5 separate regions of the Mus musculus genome follow, and regions 2, 3, 4 and 5 are each linked to region 1. A link is a contact called in public HiCAR-type, HiChIP or PLAC-seq and promoter capture Hi-C data. All regions are on one chromosome and are shown on one strand. The core of a region is the stretch at or near the end of the contact, and the rest is flanking DNA. Distances in the headings are between cores, read along the strand shown. Region 1 holds the start of Mtpn (myotrophin). Region 2 holds the start of Ptn (pleiotrophin). Region 3 holds the start of Akr1b3 (aldo-keto reductase family 1, member B3 (aldose reductase)). Region 4 holds the start of Akr1b10 (aldo-keto reductase family 1, member B10 (aldose reductase)). Region 5 holds the start of Bpgm (2,3-bisphosphoglycerate mutase).

Region 1 (2,605 bases), core at 41-2,540:
CACACCTTTTAAGATTTAAAATCTTGACCGCAGGCTCACACTTTTTGAAGAGGACCAAGATGTTCACAGTTGTCACAAAATTCTACTTTCGGAAAATAATAATAATAATAATAATAATAATAATAAAACTATAGAAGTTCTCCTTACAATTACAAAAGGAGCAATTTAAGACCCAAAGGCAGGCCAGGTCAGAACTTTCCAAGTACCTCCAAGTATGGTTTTGAATTTGGGTTTCTTAACCATATCCCAAACATAGCGTGATCAGACTGCAGTACTATTTACTACACACGCGCGCGGACTTCAGATGAAATAATGGAGTACCCCAAGTTAAAAGGCTTTTTGAAAACTACTCCGATTTCCCAACACCCCAGATGCCAAATGGCAACCTTACCACTCGAAGCAAACGATACACACACATACACATATTATGTGGTGGTGGTGGAGAGGAAAAAGGCCACACCCAAGTTAAAGACTTTCAGAGCGAAGTGACACCAAGTTTCAGAAATTTAACTATGGCTATTTTGGGGCAGCTCATTTCACGGGTGACGGATCCTCTGAATCCTCCCCATCTCCACCAGGCCGCACGTTCAGGAAATCGTTCCCGATTCGAACTGCTCGGGTTTCCTTCTCAGGAACCCGGTGCGAGGCCAAGATGGAGAAATGCCTCATTCAAAGATTGCAGTACCCGGGGTATTAGAGGGCCGGCCCGTGCCGATCGAGGGAGACAACCAGGCGCCCGTTACCTGCGGGGCTGGGACAGGCCACAGCCGCCTTAGCAACAACACAGCGGTTACCTGGCACCGAGGAGCCACCCAGATCCAGGCCCTGCGGCGTCCACGAGTCTCCCAAGCTGGCCCAGCTCCCGGTGTCCCCCACGCCCTGGGCTTCACGACCACCCACCCCGCCGCAGCGCAGCATCAGCGCCGCGCATCCCCGCTCACCTTAGCCACATAGTCCTTCACCTCATCCAAGTCTCCGTTTTTCAGGGCCCACATGAACTCCTTGTCGCACATGACTGCAGCGGGGTGGGCCGGCGGGCCGGGCAGGAGCGGCGATTAGGCCCGACGAGGGGACACGAGAAAGCGACGCGCCTCAGGCCGCTGAGCGGGCGAGACTGCGGGTCGCGGCTACGGTTCGGGCGGGAGAAAGTTCTTCTGCAGCCGTTGGGCCCAGCAGAGCAGGTTCCGCCTAGCTGAGGAGAAGCAGGACGCTTACACTTCCGGTTCACGCCCCGCTAGGGCCCGCCTCCCACTTCCTCTTCCTCTTCCTCTCTCCAGAAAGCTCTGCTCGGGACCCCGCCCCGACTGCTTACCTCAGGAGAGCCACTTTTGCGCAGGCGCATTATCCTGGCCGGCCAAGGCAGAGTAGAGGCGTGGTTCCAATGGGCGGGGCCGTGAGGCTGAGTAGAATGTTCCTGGAGGTCAGGAAAATCAGGGGCTGAACCTGGGGAGGTGTTGGATGGGAGTAGGACACTCCAGTTCCACGACAGAGGGGAACGTTAGTTTCCAGGGCTCACTTTCTAATAATTCTAAAAATAACTAATAATAATAATAATAATAATAATAATAATAATAATAATAATAATGTGTTTAGATTCTCTCTCTCTTACTATCCCACTTTAAACTAGTAAAAGAGGAAAAACAAAAAACCAACCCACTCTCAAAACATTTTTATTGAGACTTTCATCTATGCATATAGTATGTTTTGAACAAATTCATTCCTGAATCCCTTCTCCACTTCACCACTACTTTTCCTTCACAACTTTATGTGACCTCTCTTCTTAAAACAAAACCAAAAACAAAAAACCAAAAACCAAATTTTCATTTACGTGTATGATAGTTTTGACAGAATATATACATTTATGTGAACCAATGTGTGCGAGTGCCCGAAGAGGCAAGAGGAAGCATAAAATCTGAGAGAGCTAGAGATACAGACAGCGGTGAGCCTTCATATGGGCCATGCTGGGAACCAAGCCGGGCTCCTCTGCGAGAGCAGCCAGTGCTCTTAACCTCTGAGCCATCTCTGCAGCAGTGCTCGGGTCTTGTGTTGAGCTCTCTGAACCCACTTAGCGCTTCCTGTTGAGTGCATACGTGTGGGACCTACTGGTTTGTTTTACCTTTAGGCATCAAACTCTATTCCTATTCTCATACATCAGTGGCTGGGTGGGGCTCTCTCCCTTGGTCTTTTCTCCTCTCTCTCCCACTACCACTCTTGGCCTTTCTTCTCCCTTTCCTCAACCATGCAGTTTCTTTGGGACATCCACCAGAAGGAAATAAAAAGGAAAGAATAAAACTTTTTTTTTCTCAGAAGGAAATCTTCAACACGTAGTTGAGACAACGGTGTCAGTAGGTTTATTTCTTTTTAATTGCATACGTACGTGCTTGTGTACAGATGCACTGATGTGGGCATGAGTGTGCATACGTGTAAACTCAGAGGACAACTTGTGGGAGAGTACTCTTATGTAGGTCCTAGTGACTGAATTTAGGTCACCATCGGGCTTTGTCACAAGCATCTTTCCTGGTTGAGCCATCTTGCCAACTCAACAACGTGAATTATGTACATTTACTTTCTATGGTGGAAAATACTTAAGTGTGTGATGGCAATT
Region 2 (2,605 bases), core at 77-2,576, 1.3 Mb after region 1:
TCTACTTCTGAAGTCTCGCTCTGCTCCTACAGCTCCAAAGTCCTTATTACTAAGGAGACAAGAACTAGTTAGCAATCTGTATGTGAGTTACATGTGTGCTCTTGTATTTATATGCCACATCAGATCCCATAGAAGTGTGTGTGTGTGTGTGTGTGTGTGCGTGTGTGTGTGCATGTGTGTGTGCGCATGCACACACACATATTTTAGAAGAGAGGAAAGGTTATGTTTTATGCACAAAAGAAGTGACTTTTCTTCTCAAAATATATTATGGAAACAACTGGAATATCACCTCAGAAATTCCGGGTGTCTGCCAAACTCGTCTTTACCACAACCCTGGCTTATTTGGATACAACTGAAAACGTAAGTGCTTCTATGCCAGTTGGCATCCCAACCAAGCAAAGGTAGACTCCAAAGTGTGCCTTTGAAACTTTGGACTGAACTGTTTCTAGAAGCGTTTCTGGGCTCGTGGGCAGGCTAGGGAGTGCAGGCTGCTCTGGCGGAGATGTTTCTCCATCAGCAGACACAGGAGGGGCAGGCTGCCAGGCATGTACCACACCTAGAGCGGGCAGCAATTGGCAGTTGGCAAGCTCTAGGGCAACCTGAGAAGTGGAGGTAGGAAATGAGACCTGTCTACTGATACACCCTTTCTTCTCTCTCATGCCTACTGGGCCAGACACACCCACCAAAGCTCCAGGTTTTACAAAGAGCACAAATGTGCCCTCTCCCGCGCTTTGCATGCTCTGGCAGGTAGCAGGAATTCGGTCCCCATGCACTCTCCACAGCCCAAAAGCTGCTTTCCTTCTTCCCATCCAAGCACATGCTAGGTTACTTAGCTCATTCCCCCCAAAATTTCCTTTCGGCTGTTTTGCCTTCTGGAGCAAGTCCGTTTTTAAAAGCAGTCCTATTTAGCGGACTCCAGGCAGCCTCTCTCCTGCTCCAACCCCCTCCACGTACTGCAGGCTACCAGAAAAGTGGCTTTGGGGGGTAGGCACACTGCACCAGAGACCCTTTGGAGAAAACCACAGGGTATCTTGCACTTACTTTGGCTTGCAGAGGTCCTCGCTGACTAGCTGGCTGCCTTTGTTGCAAAGTGCGGGCGAGGTTTCTGCAGACTCCAGGTATCGCTGGCTGATGCTCCTGCCTGGGCGGCTGCGCTCTGCTCTCCCCCCTTCTGGATGGATGACTCAGTGCTTTCTTTCTTCCCCTCTCTCCACTTTGGGTTTTCTTGTGCTCTGGGGCTTCCTTGGCGGGATATTTGGACGGGTAGGCGGGGAACCTGATCCTGCCTTCACTCAACTACACCCTGCCGGGGAGGGAAATAGAGAATGGGAGGGACGAGAGAGGGCAGAGAGAAGAAGCAGGCTGTGCGAGGGAGGAGGGGAGTGCTTTGCCCCCGAAATCTGATTGGGAAGCTTATGAAAAGCAGGCTACTCTGGGGGCAGTCTTTCCCCAAACGGATCTGTGTAGAAAGACCATGGGTTATAAGACCGTTTGTTCTTAGCACCCACCCAGCACCATATTTTTTGTACAAACTCCCAAGAACCATGTTTTTCTCCCCCTCCCATGGGTCCATAGCTCGGCTTATCAAGCTGGATATCTTAATTGGAAAATTGACAGCATTTTAAACTACAGTTTTGGTACAGCTTTAAACACACACACACACACACACACACACACACACACACACACACACACACACACACACACGATATTCTATTCGAGATTGGGGGAGCCATGTGCAAAGGCAGCTGTCCCTTGCTCTCCGCCCCTAAAGGCCTCCCTGCAGGGAGTCCCTGCTAACTTCAGCTGACAGTTGCAGCTCACCTCCAGTCACAAAGCTGCAAAGCAGTTTTTTCTGGGTTGTCACTAGGAGTGACAGATCTCTGAAATTTCCCAATTAAATGTCACTTTCCTTTAGGGAATTTTTCCATTCTTGGCTTCTTCGATGCCTTCGGGTCACATATTTTGTGGCATGCTCTTGGCAAAGAACACAGGGGGGTAATCAGTGTGGCTCAAGCTCTGGGGTTTGTAAGAATTAGAGTGGGCTTCCTGGCTTCCTGAGACCTTCCTCTCCTTTAACCAAGGAGAGCAAAGTGACAGTTTTGAGTCACACATAGAAACTGACCAGAAAAGATGGAGTAAAACCCCAATTTGCCCAAACACGGTCAAATTATAAAACTGGCTCCAATTTCTCACCAAAGATACATCTCTTCAACTCAACTTACAGATCCTATGGATTCCGTAGGGTGTTTTAAGCCCTCACATCTTAAGACCACTCCTTTCCTAAAATTACAGCCATTGGTTATGGCAAGTGGTTTTAAGGACTAGGAGTCTTCTATTGGCTGTTACCTGTACCAATGTCCAAGAGTAATCGAGGGACAAAGGTGACCCTGCAGGAGTAGAGCTTTTAGTCCACTAATCTTCGTTTCTGCCCCTCCCCCCACCCCGCCCTCCAACGAAAAAATGGACAGAAATTCACATTTACACCTGATCTGTATTCTTTACAGTCTCTTCTGCTAAACCACCTTTCCACACACAAATTGCACATGCCTTCCTCAAGACCAACTCCCAGGCTATGCACATCCCTGTTTGAAAGTTCATCTTT
Region 3 (2,605 bases), core at 37-2,536, 1.2 Mb before region 1:
ATCATCATCCTACCCATAATTTGGGTCATGTATTATAAAACTACTGTAGTTACATGTGCCTGTGTGTGCTGTGTCCAGTAGCTGTGTTTGCTATGGCAGGGAAACCGTCTTTCTTATCATTCCACCACACCGAATTCAACCTGGTATCACGGTTGTAATTCAATCATACCTTTGCAGTCACCAAGGACCCTCTGTAAGGAAACAAAAGCCGCACTTGCTAATCTACTGGCTTAGATACACGTTCTGAGAAAGACAAGTCTATGACCTGTTTCTTATTCTCCATTTGCATTACCCGTTGTTTTAACTGTAGTTTGGGTAGAAACAGACTCTGTCTGGTTTCAAACCATTTAAATTCAACCCTACCTGATTTTCTCTTACCTTCACTGTGTCTAAGTGCCCAGGTCCACCATACTCAAGGTTCTTAAAGATCGAGGTCACAGCATCGGTCTATAATATATAATACAACTACCCTGCAAGTAGCTTAAGAGCTAGGTTTTTCTGCTTCAGCAATAACACCAAAAATTGGTTCCTTAGTTGCCAAATAATCAAATCAGTTATAATTTTTGGTTTTTAAATATCGGTTCTTTCTTTTTGTATTTCACTATGATGTATCTGGCCCTCTTCTCAACTCTGCTGTGTTGTGTTGAGGTTTTGGGGATATCTCGCCTGAAGTCTTCTTATTAGTGGGTGGCACCCAGCAACGCGGAAGTCAGATTAATTCTCCAGGAGTTCCGCACCCATTAAGAACTGCACTCAGAGACTTAGAGGACAGAGAAACAAGCTGGTTCCTGGCAAGCTCTCGCCTGCTAATTTAATTATCTCAGGCCCATTGGCCCAAGTGGCTCATTCCCGAGAGGGCAACATCTGCGCCAAGTGAGGTCAATTCACTCGTGAGGCTGGGGCGCCACAGGTGCCAGATGACAAATCTAGGGCTCTGCTTCAATCCCTCTCACCCGGGTCACCGTGGGTGTGTCTCCACCTGGGGCGCCCACGCGGACTCGAGCGCTGCTCGCCCGAAGCCCCACACGCCGGGCCGCAGCCAGATACGCTCACAGGCCCCGCCACGCGAGCCCCGCTCCGCGCAGGCCGCTCAGGGTCACCCAGCGGGCGGCGGGTCGCACCCTGATGCATGCCTACCTTCCAGGTGCCCAGGCCCAGGGTGGGCATCTTGGTGCCGTTGTTGAGTTCCAGATGGCTGGCCATGATCGCTGCACGTTACAAACCCGGACCGGCAAATGTGCAGCGCTGGCTCGGGCGCGCACCTTTAAATAGCCCCAACGGCCTGTAGAAAGAACGCCTGCCATTGGTTGCACGGCTGAGAGACGGATCCTTCTGATTGGTCGATGCCGCGGTTCTGAAGGGGTCGGCGAGGATGCTTCTTTCCCTAGGTCCTAGCGGCACGGAATTCTCCAGCTGCTCTGCTTGCGCCCCACGTGGCAGTGTTTGCCCGCTGTTGTAGCACCAGACGGAAAGCTCTGAAAATAACCAGCAGACTAGAGATAAGGAGACTGGGGAGAAGTTTTGGTTTCGTTTTCGAGCCCAGAAGAAGACGTCTGTGTCTTTTCTAATCTCAGAATGACACTCTTCTGGAATCTTACACATCTTGCTTTGAATCTGATGGAGCAGATAGGCGTCAGGTGTATTTAAGAGCGTTCCCCCCCCCCCTTAGATTAAAAGTTAAATTTCAGGTGTACTTAAGCACTCCCATCCCCGCTATTAAAATGATTGCAACCGGTTTTGCAGAGAACTACGAAATACCCGTTTGTAGTACCTTTCTACCACTACCGGTGTCTGAACATGTTTAGTCTGGTTCAACAAGACTTGATGCAAAAATCCATAACCGTTAAGCTATGATCTCCCATAAGTTTCATCTCTGGATCACACATAAGTGATTTTGGAAAGTAAGACTCTTAAGCGGAAGGTTCCAGTATAATAAGTTGGCTAAACTCTGGAGGAAAAGTGAAAAGTCAGAGAACAAAAAAGTGAACAATCCCATAGTAGGAAAAGTCCATTCTCATACAGCAATGATTCCATGTTAGGGGGTACGAAATAAATCAGTTGTATTAGGTAGAAAAACAAAAGACTTTTCCTAAAATAATCTGAGTTGCCCCAAGAACTATGACGGCAATTTTGGCACTCGTCCAACACCCCTCTGAGTGATGGTCTGTTTCATTCCAGTCTCCTTCTGCTGGGTCATGCTCCAGTTGCCCCCTGATTACGCAACAGGGACAACTGCATCTGCAAGGTAATGAGTCAGGAACCCCACCTCTCTAAATCCCATTCTGGTGATTTTCCAGTCGGTGCCCTCTTAAAAAGTGGCACTTCTCCACTCCCACCCCAGGGAAAATTTATAAAGAACAGATATTTTCCACTTGAGTTTTATTAACAAAACCAATCCCCACAACTGGTGGCATGTGGAAATTCTGGTGTACTTTTTCTCTAATTAATAGTATTTGAATTTGAGTCTAGTTCTGGGGATTTGGTTTGTGTAAGATAACAGGTGACCTGACGCCCACCACTTGTCCTCTGTGAAATCCCTCTTGGCATAGAGACTTCTCTGCCTTTTGAACCTCCTGGGTCCAAACACAAAGAGCTGATTGATGTC
Region 4 (2,605 bases), core at 68-2,567, 1.2 Mb before region 1:
GGGAAGTAGGAATGAGGGAAGAACAGGAGGGTGGGGAGCAAGGGGGAGGGGTGAGGAGGGAGGAGGAGAAGGAGAATTTTAGTAGTAAAAGATCATGTCGAAATGACTAATAGGTAATCTCTACTTCTAGACCAATTTACTCCCATGATCTTACAGCAATTGTGTGAACACAGATGAAATTACACACTCACACAGCCACGCCTGACACAGAGGCTACTATAACCGCACATAATGTTACTCTGTGTTTACTTTTGTGTTAAGGAAGTTGAGATTATGATTCTTTCTTCTTTGGTCCAGCCTCACATTACTGCTTTTCAAATTCATACATTAAAAAGAGTGACTGGCCCAACTTGGGATCCATCTCATGGGAGGGCGCTAAGGTCTGATACTATTGCTGATGCTGTGTTGTCCTTACAGACAGGAGCCTGTATGACTGTCCTCTGAGAGGCCCTACCAGCAGCTGACAGAGACAGAGGCGGATACACCCAACCGTTGGACTGAGGTCTGGGACCCCTATGGTTGAGTTAGGGGAAGGACTGAAGAAGCTGAAGGGAAGAGTGACCCCATAGGAAGACCAGCAGTCTCAGTTTATCCGGATTCCAGGGAGCTCCCAGAGACTGAGCCACCAACTAGGAGCATACACGGGTTGGTCGGAGGCCCCTGGCAAAAATACAGCAGAGGTCTGCTTGGTCTGGCCTCAGTTGGAGAAGATGTGCCTAATCCTTGAGAGGCTTGAAGCCCCAGGGGAGGGGGAGGTCTGCGGGGGCACCCTCTCGGAGGCAAGGGGGAGGAGGAATGGGATGAAAAATTTTGGGAGGGGGGACAAAAGGGGGGACGGGAATGTAAATAAATAATAAAAATTGAAAAAAAATTCTGCAAGGACATCCGTCAATTGATTTCCCACCGATATCTCTTGTTATCAATATTGTAGCTAGTGAAATAGTGGTTTCAGAAATAATTGATGTGGCTAGTCTGACAGTAGTGGGTTATCAGTACTAATCGATATCAGAATGATTGCTATATGCCTCCTTGTTTGCCTTGAATTTTTTTTCCCTAGCTGAAAACTTGTTGGACCCCTAGAGTATGTGCACTCTCGAAGCAATGACCTTCCTTAAATAAACTTATGCATTCATCTTTCACTGCCTGTTATTTTTGTCCACACACCTGTGCGGGCACTGCTGCGGGAGCCTTGCACTCTGCAGCAGGGAAACTTAGTATTCTGCAGTGTTTACTGCTGGTCAACCCTACGAAAAACCGAAATGCACTTCCTGTGCCAGTGCCCGCCCCCAGGCTGTGGCTGCTAGCCAGTAGGAAGAAGAGCCTGTCTCCTCAAGGACACGGAACCAGTTGCCAGACTCCTAATTTAGGCAAAGGCTCCCGTCTGTTCCCTTTGAACCGTTTCTGCAGCAACCATGGCCGCCTTCGTGACGCTCCTTACCGGAGCCAAGATGCCCATTGTGGGCCTGGGCACCTGGAAGGTGAGTGCGCAGTTTTTGGGCAGCTGCTTTTTTCAAGTGGGGACAGGTCTTGGCACGTCTTCCTCTTTGCATAGCATTTGCCTGCCGGGTGGGGGTTGGGGTCGGGTAAGGCTGGAACTCTACAGCCTTGACCCAAGTTGCTTTCAGTTTTTGTGCTGCTTCAGGCCTCAGAGCTGGCGTCTAACTTCCCTAACAAGTGTCGGGATCCCAGCTGTTCCTGGATTTTTACAAAGTACAGCAAACCATCATCTCCAGGCAGTTATTCTCGTCGCAAGCTTTTCCTCAGAATTACTTCACAGTTTACAAGTTTTGGCTGTGTATTTATTTCTGGTTGAATTATTTAGAACGAGAACGCTGAGCTCCAAATGACCCAGCTGCCCTTGCTACCCATGCTGAAGGACCCCATTACCTACTTCAGAGTAGTCTGGGAGCCTGTGAAAGCCCAGTCTCAGACCCCAGCCCAGGCACGTTCACTTTCCAAAGACCCCACTAGTTCCCACATGTTAAAGCCCGAGCAGGATCAGGGTGGCAGAGAGACTGAGCGAGAGTCAGCTCAGGTCCCACCCTGGCTGTGTTCAACTCACCTGGCAAGTTTCTCCGAGGCTCATCTCAATGCTTAGTGAAACGGTTTTGGACCAAGCCAGAAATTACACATCCATCAAAACAATAACTAATCACTTGCAGATCTCCAGGGAATCAACTCACATGGAAAACTTCACAGAGATGAACTTTCAGAATTTCAACAGCAGACGCAGACTGTAAAGGAGTTGGGCTCAGGATGAGTAGCCCGTGCTGCCAGCAGTGCGCGTGCAGGGGGGCGGGGCTTTCAGCCTGGACCTCAGTGCCTCTGAGTGGCTGGAAGCAATTCCTTGTCCCAGTGATGGCGCAGCTGTTGCTGTTTTATGATCTTTTAAAAATTAGATTTATTTTTTATTTAAATTTCAAATGTTATCCCCTTTCCTGGTCCCCCCTCCAGAATCCCCCTATCCCATCCCCCCTCCCCCTGCTTCTTCCCTCACCTACCCACCTACTCCCACCTCCCCACCCTCGAATTCCCCTACACTGGGGCATCAAGCTTTCACAGGACCAAGGGCTTCTCTTTCCATTGATGCCCGACAAGGCCATCC
Region 5 (2,605 bases), core at 80-2,579, 1.1 Mb before region 1:
TGCCGTTACCCTTCCTGAGGAGAAAGCTTTGATACTACAGGGCAGCGGAAATGTTTTCTGGTCCATCTGCCCTCATGAAGAAGAGGAAGAACAGGTTGGCAGGTGTGTACGATTGGGCAGATTCCTTCTCCAGCTGTTCTGACCTGAGAATCCACTGGCTAAGACAAGTAGCCACACCTGAGCCATCCAGGAGGTAGAGTTTAACTTTGCTAAGCCACCATCACTACAGCACTGGGTTCACACACCATCACTCCAGCCGACAGAACTCACTGTCCTTGAGAGACGCTCTCTCAGAAAGGGGTAGCTGCAACTATCATGAGCTAAAATGCATAAATGGGACATACAGCTTGCTACAAGCAGGCCATCATGACACCAGTTCATGGTGTGTCAAGATTTTCATCCTAAATAACTGATCTGAGCACCCATTAGCTGGTCACAAACTTATTGGACTTGTTTATAGAATTAACTAGGTGAGTTCAGAAGACACTAAGTGGAACAGCTTTCAGAAACCAAGAAGGGGAATTTTCCCGTCTGCTCAGGCACACATAACATTTCTTATCTTTCTCATTCACGTTTTGACACACGTTTCAGACCTTGTGTGGTAGTTCAAGCCTGCTTAGTAGCTTCCAGCTCTGGTACCAGACCCGAGTGACAAGCTGGCATTTTCATAGGTTTAATTTCAGAAACTGTAGTGTACCATTTTCTACTTTTCTAACCTCTTCGCCCTTCTTGTACTTTTAGGATATCCTATTATTCGCTTCTCTTCTCTTCATAATGTTAGGAGAAAGTAAGAATGAGCGACTATCTGTAAATAGGACACTTTAAAGGTTTTCATTTTAATCTCTGTTTTCGACGCACAGGCGTGCCAAACAAGCTTTCGTGAGGATCTACCGGGTTCAGCCTAGGTAGGACCTGAAATTTTCCGTTAACTAGAAGAAGTATCCCTTCATCTGCTGACCCGCTTTTCACAGCAGGTGTGTTTCAATTTCGAGAACTTCAAACAGGTCTCTGGACGGCAAAGCTAGCAGCCCACAAACATTGCCCCGGCGATGCTCAGGGGTTTGGGTCTCTACGACTAAAGCCCGCCTGCCTATGTCCGAAACTACCATCTTATTGGTCTATCCGTGCGTCTGTTTCCTCATTAAACCAATCATAGCTTCCCTTCTTACCCCAGGGACTTGAGAAACCGGAAAGAACCTCCGGCTGGTCGCTGGCCAGAGGGCGGGGCCGTGAATGAGTGACAACTCTGTCTTCCAATACCCAGCGCTATCGGTTCTGACCATTTTGGCTTCTAGGCTACAAAAGAGCGTTGATGCCGGCTGTAGCGATGAATCCTCACTGGCGTCTGCAGCACGGCGTTACCGAGGACCGGCTGCTACTGGTAGTTTCCTTGCAGGTGAGTGGCTTCGTTGTAATTGTTACAGTTGTGAGGATTTCTTTTCTTTCATGAGTGGCTTGCTGTTCTATCGTGAGAAGGCCGGTTGCTACCTTGCCCGGCTTTAGTATCTGGTGGGAACCTGATGCCCGCTTCAAGCGAGACCCTCCCGAGTACCCCAGCTCTCAGCTGGCCCTTTCTCAGCGAGCATCTCTCAGGAACAGTGAGTTCTGTCGGCTGGAGTGATGGTGTGTGAACCCAGAGCTGTAGTGATGGTGGCTTAGCAAAGTTAAACTCTACCTCCTGGATAGCTCAGGTGTGGCTACTTGTCTTAGCCAGTGGATTCACTGGAAGGAAGCAGGTGTAGGGCGAAGGCAGACCTTGATCCTAAAAGTGTAAGTTAAGGGGGGAAATATCATGGAAGGCAAAGAGGTTGTTGCATATTCAGGAGTCTCAGGAACCATATTCCGGGTTCAGGGGAACACTACCCCCTCCCCAGCACACACGCGTGCACGCCCGACCACCACTATCATGGCCAAAAAGTGTCATTTCTTTTTGTGCTAAGGGGTAGGAGCAAGTATTTCACTACAGTAAGTCAAAAGAAATGCAAAATTGTAATGAAGTTTATTATTAGACTTTGCAGGATGGAGCCCCCCCCCCCAAATTAGGAAGGGTTTATAGCCCGTGAATGGGGGAAATGGTTCTAGAATATTAACTAACAGAATTCCGACGCCTTCGGGAGGAAATAAAAAGTAAATGGTTACATTTCAGCAGCAGGTACAAACGTTTCTATAATAAAAGTCGTGTTAGTTTGTCTGTAAAACTGAATTTTCACATTTTTTTAAAAGAATTGTTTATTTTATGTATATAAGTACATTGTAGCTGTATTCAGACACACCAGAAGAGGACATCTGATCACTTTACAGATGGTTGTGAGCCACCATGTGGTTGCTGGGAATTTAACTCAGGACCTCTGGAAGAACCGGCAGTGTTCCTAACCTCTGAGCCATCTCTCCAGCCCAATTTTCACATTTTTTTCAAGACTGTTTTATGTGTATGATTTTTTTGCCTGAATGTATGTATGTGTACTCTGTGTACGCCTAGTGTCCATGGACCACCCCCCCCCCCCCGGAACTGGAGCAAATGTCTATGAGCCCCCCTGCAGGTGCTAGGAAGGGAACCCAGTTCCTCTGGAAGAGCAGCCAGTGCTCCTGACCACTGAGCCATCTC

Evidence for each region. Promoter capture Hi-C pulls out the DNA fragments that hold promoters and counts their contacts. HiCAR-type assays count read pairs that join an accessible place to other places. HiChIP or PLAC-seq counts read pairs in DNA pulled down with a chosen protein or histone mark.
Region 2: a contact with region 1 is called in a HiCAR-type map of astrocytes, with 3 times the contacts expected there. The contact joins the promoter of Ptn here to the promoter of Mtpn in region 1. A contact is called at or near these places in 1 of 39 promoter capture datasets (hippocampal neurons) and 5 of 115 datasets of contacts at active chromatin or transcription factors (the NIH/3T3 cell line, astrocytes, embryonic forebrain and 2 more).
Region 3: an H3K27ac HiChIP or PLAC-seq map of thymic regulatory T cells shows a contact between it and region 1, with 8 times the contacts expected there. The contact joins the promoter of Akr1b3 here to the promoter of Mtpn in region 1. A contact is called at or near these places in 2 of 39 promoter capture datasets (the C10 cell line and pre-B cells), 2 of 484 Hi-C or Micro-C datasets (both in CD4 T cells) and 1 of 115 datasets of contacts at active chromatin or transcription factors (thymic regulatory T cells).
Region 4: a promoter capture Hi-C map of pre-B cells shows a contact between it and region 1, with 2.5 times the contacts expected there. The contact joins the promoter of Akr1b10 here to the promoter of Mtpn in region 1. A contact is called at or near these places in 1 of 39 promoter capture datasets (pre-B cells), 1 of 484 Hi-C or Micro-C datasets (B cells), 1 of 115 datasets of contacts at active chromatin or transcription factors (pancreatic cancer cells) and 1 of 9 other capture datasets (adipose tissue).
Region 5: a contact with region 1 is called in a promoter capture Hi-C map of pre-B cells, with 4 times the contacts expected there. The contact joins the promoter of Bpgm here to the promoter of Mtpn in region 1. A contact is called at or near these places in 5 of 39 promoter capture datasets (the 3T3-L1 cell line, the C10 cell line, the HPC-7 cell line and 2 more), 4 of 484 Hi-C or Micro-C datasets (CD4 T cells, CD8 central memory T cells and pre-B cells) and 2 of 9 other capture datasets (adipose tissue and liver).

Annotation. Positions count from the first base shown.
Region 1 is chr6:35,538,598-35,541,202 of GRCm38.p6, forward strand. Mtpn (myotrophin) reads right to left here and starts at 1,291. Exons shown (of 4, transcript NM_008098.4): 1 at 942-1,291. The coding sequence starts at 1,013.
Region 2 is chr6:36,808,853-36,811,457 of GRCm38.p6, forward strand. Ptn (pleiotrophin) reads right to left here and starts at 1,327. Exons shown (of 5, transcript NM_008973.3): 1 at 1,042-1,327.
Region 3 is chr6:34,316,203-34,318,807 of GRCm38.p6, forward strand. Akr1b3 (aldo-keto reductase family 1, member B3 (aldose reductase)) reads right to left here and starts at 1,287. Exons shown (of 10, transcript NM_009658.3): 1 at 1,138-1,287. The coding sequence starts at 1,203.
Region 4 is chr6:34,382,930-34,385,534 of GRCm38.p6, forward strand. It overlaps Akr1b10 (aldo-keto reductase family 1, member B10 (aldose reductase)), which reads left to right and starts at 1,318. Exons shown (of 10, transcript NM_172398.3): 1 at 1,318-1,478. The coding sequence starts at 1,413.
Region 5 is chr6:34,475,027-34,477,631 of GRCm38.p6, forward strand. Bpgm (2,3-bisphosphoglycerate mutase) reads left to right here and starts at 1,330. Exons shown (of 3, transcript NM_007563.5): 1 at 1,330-1,396.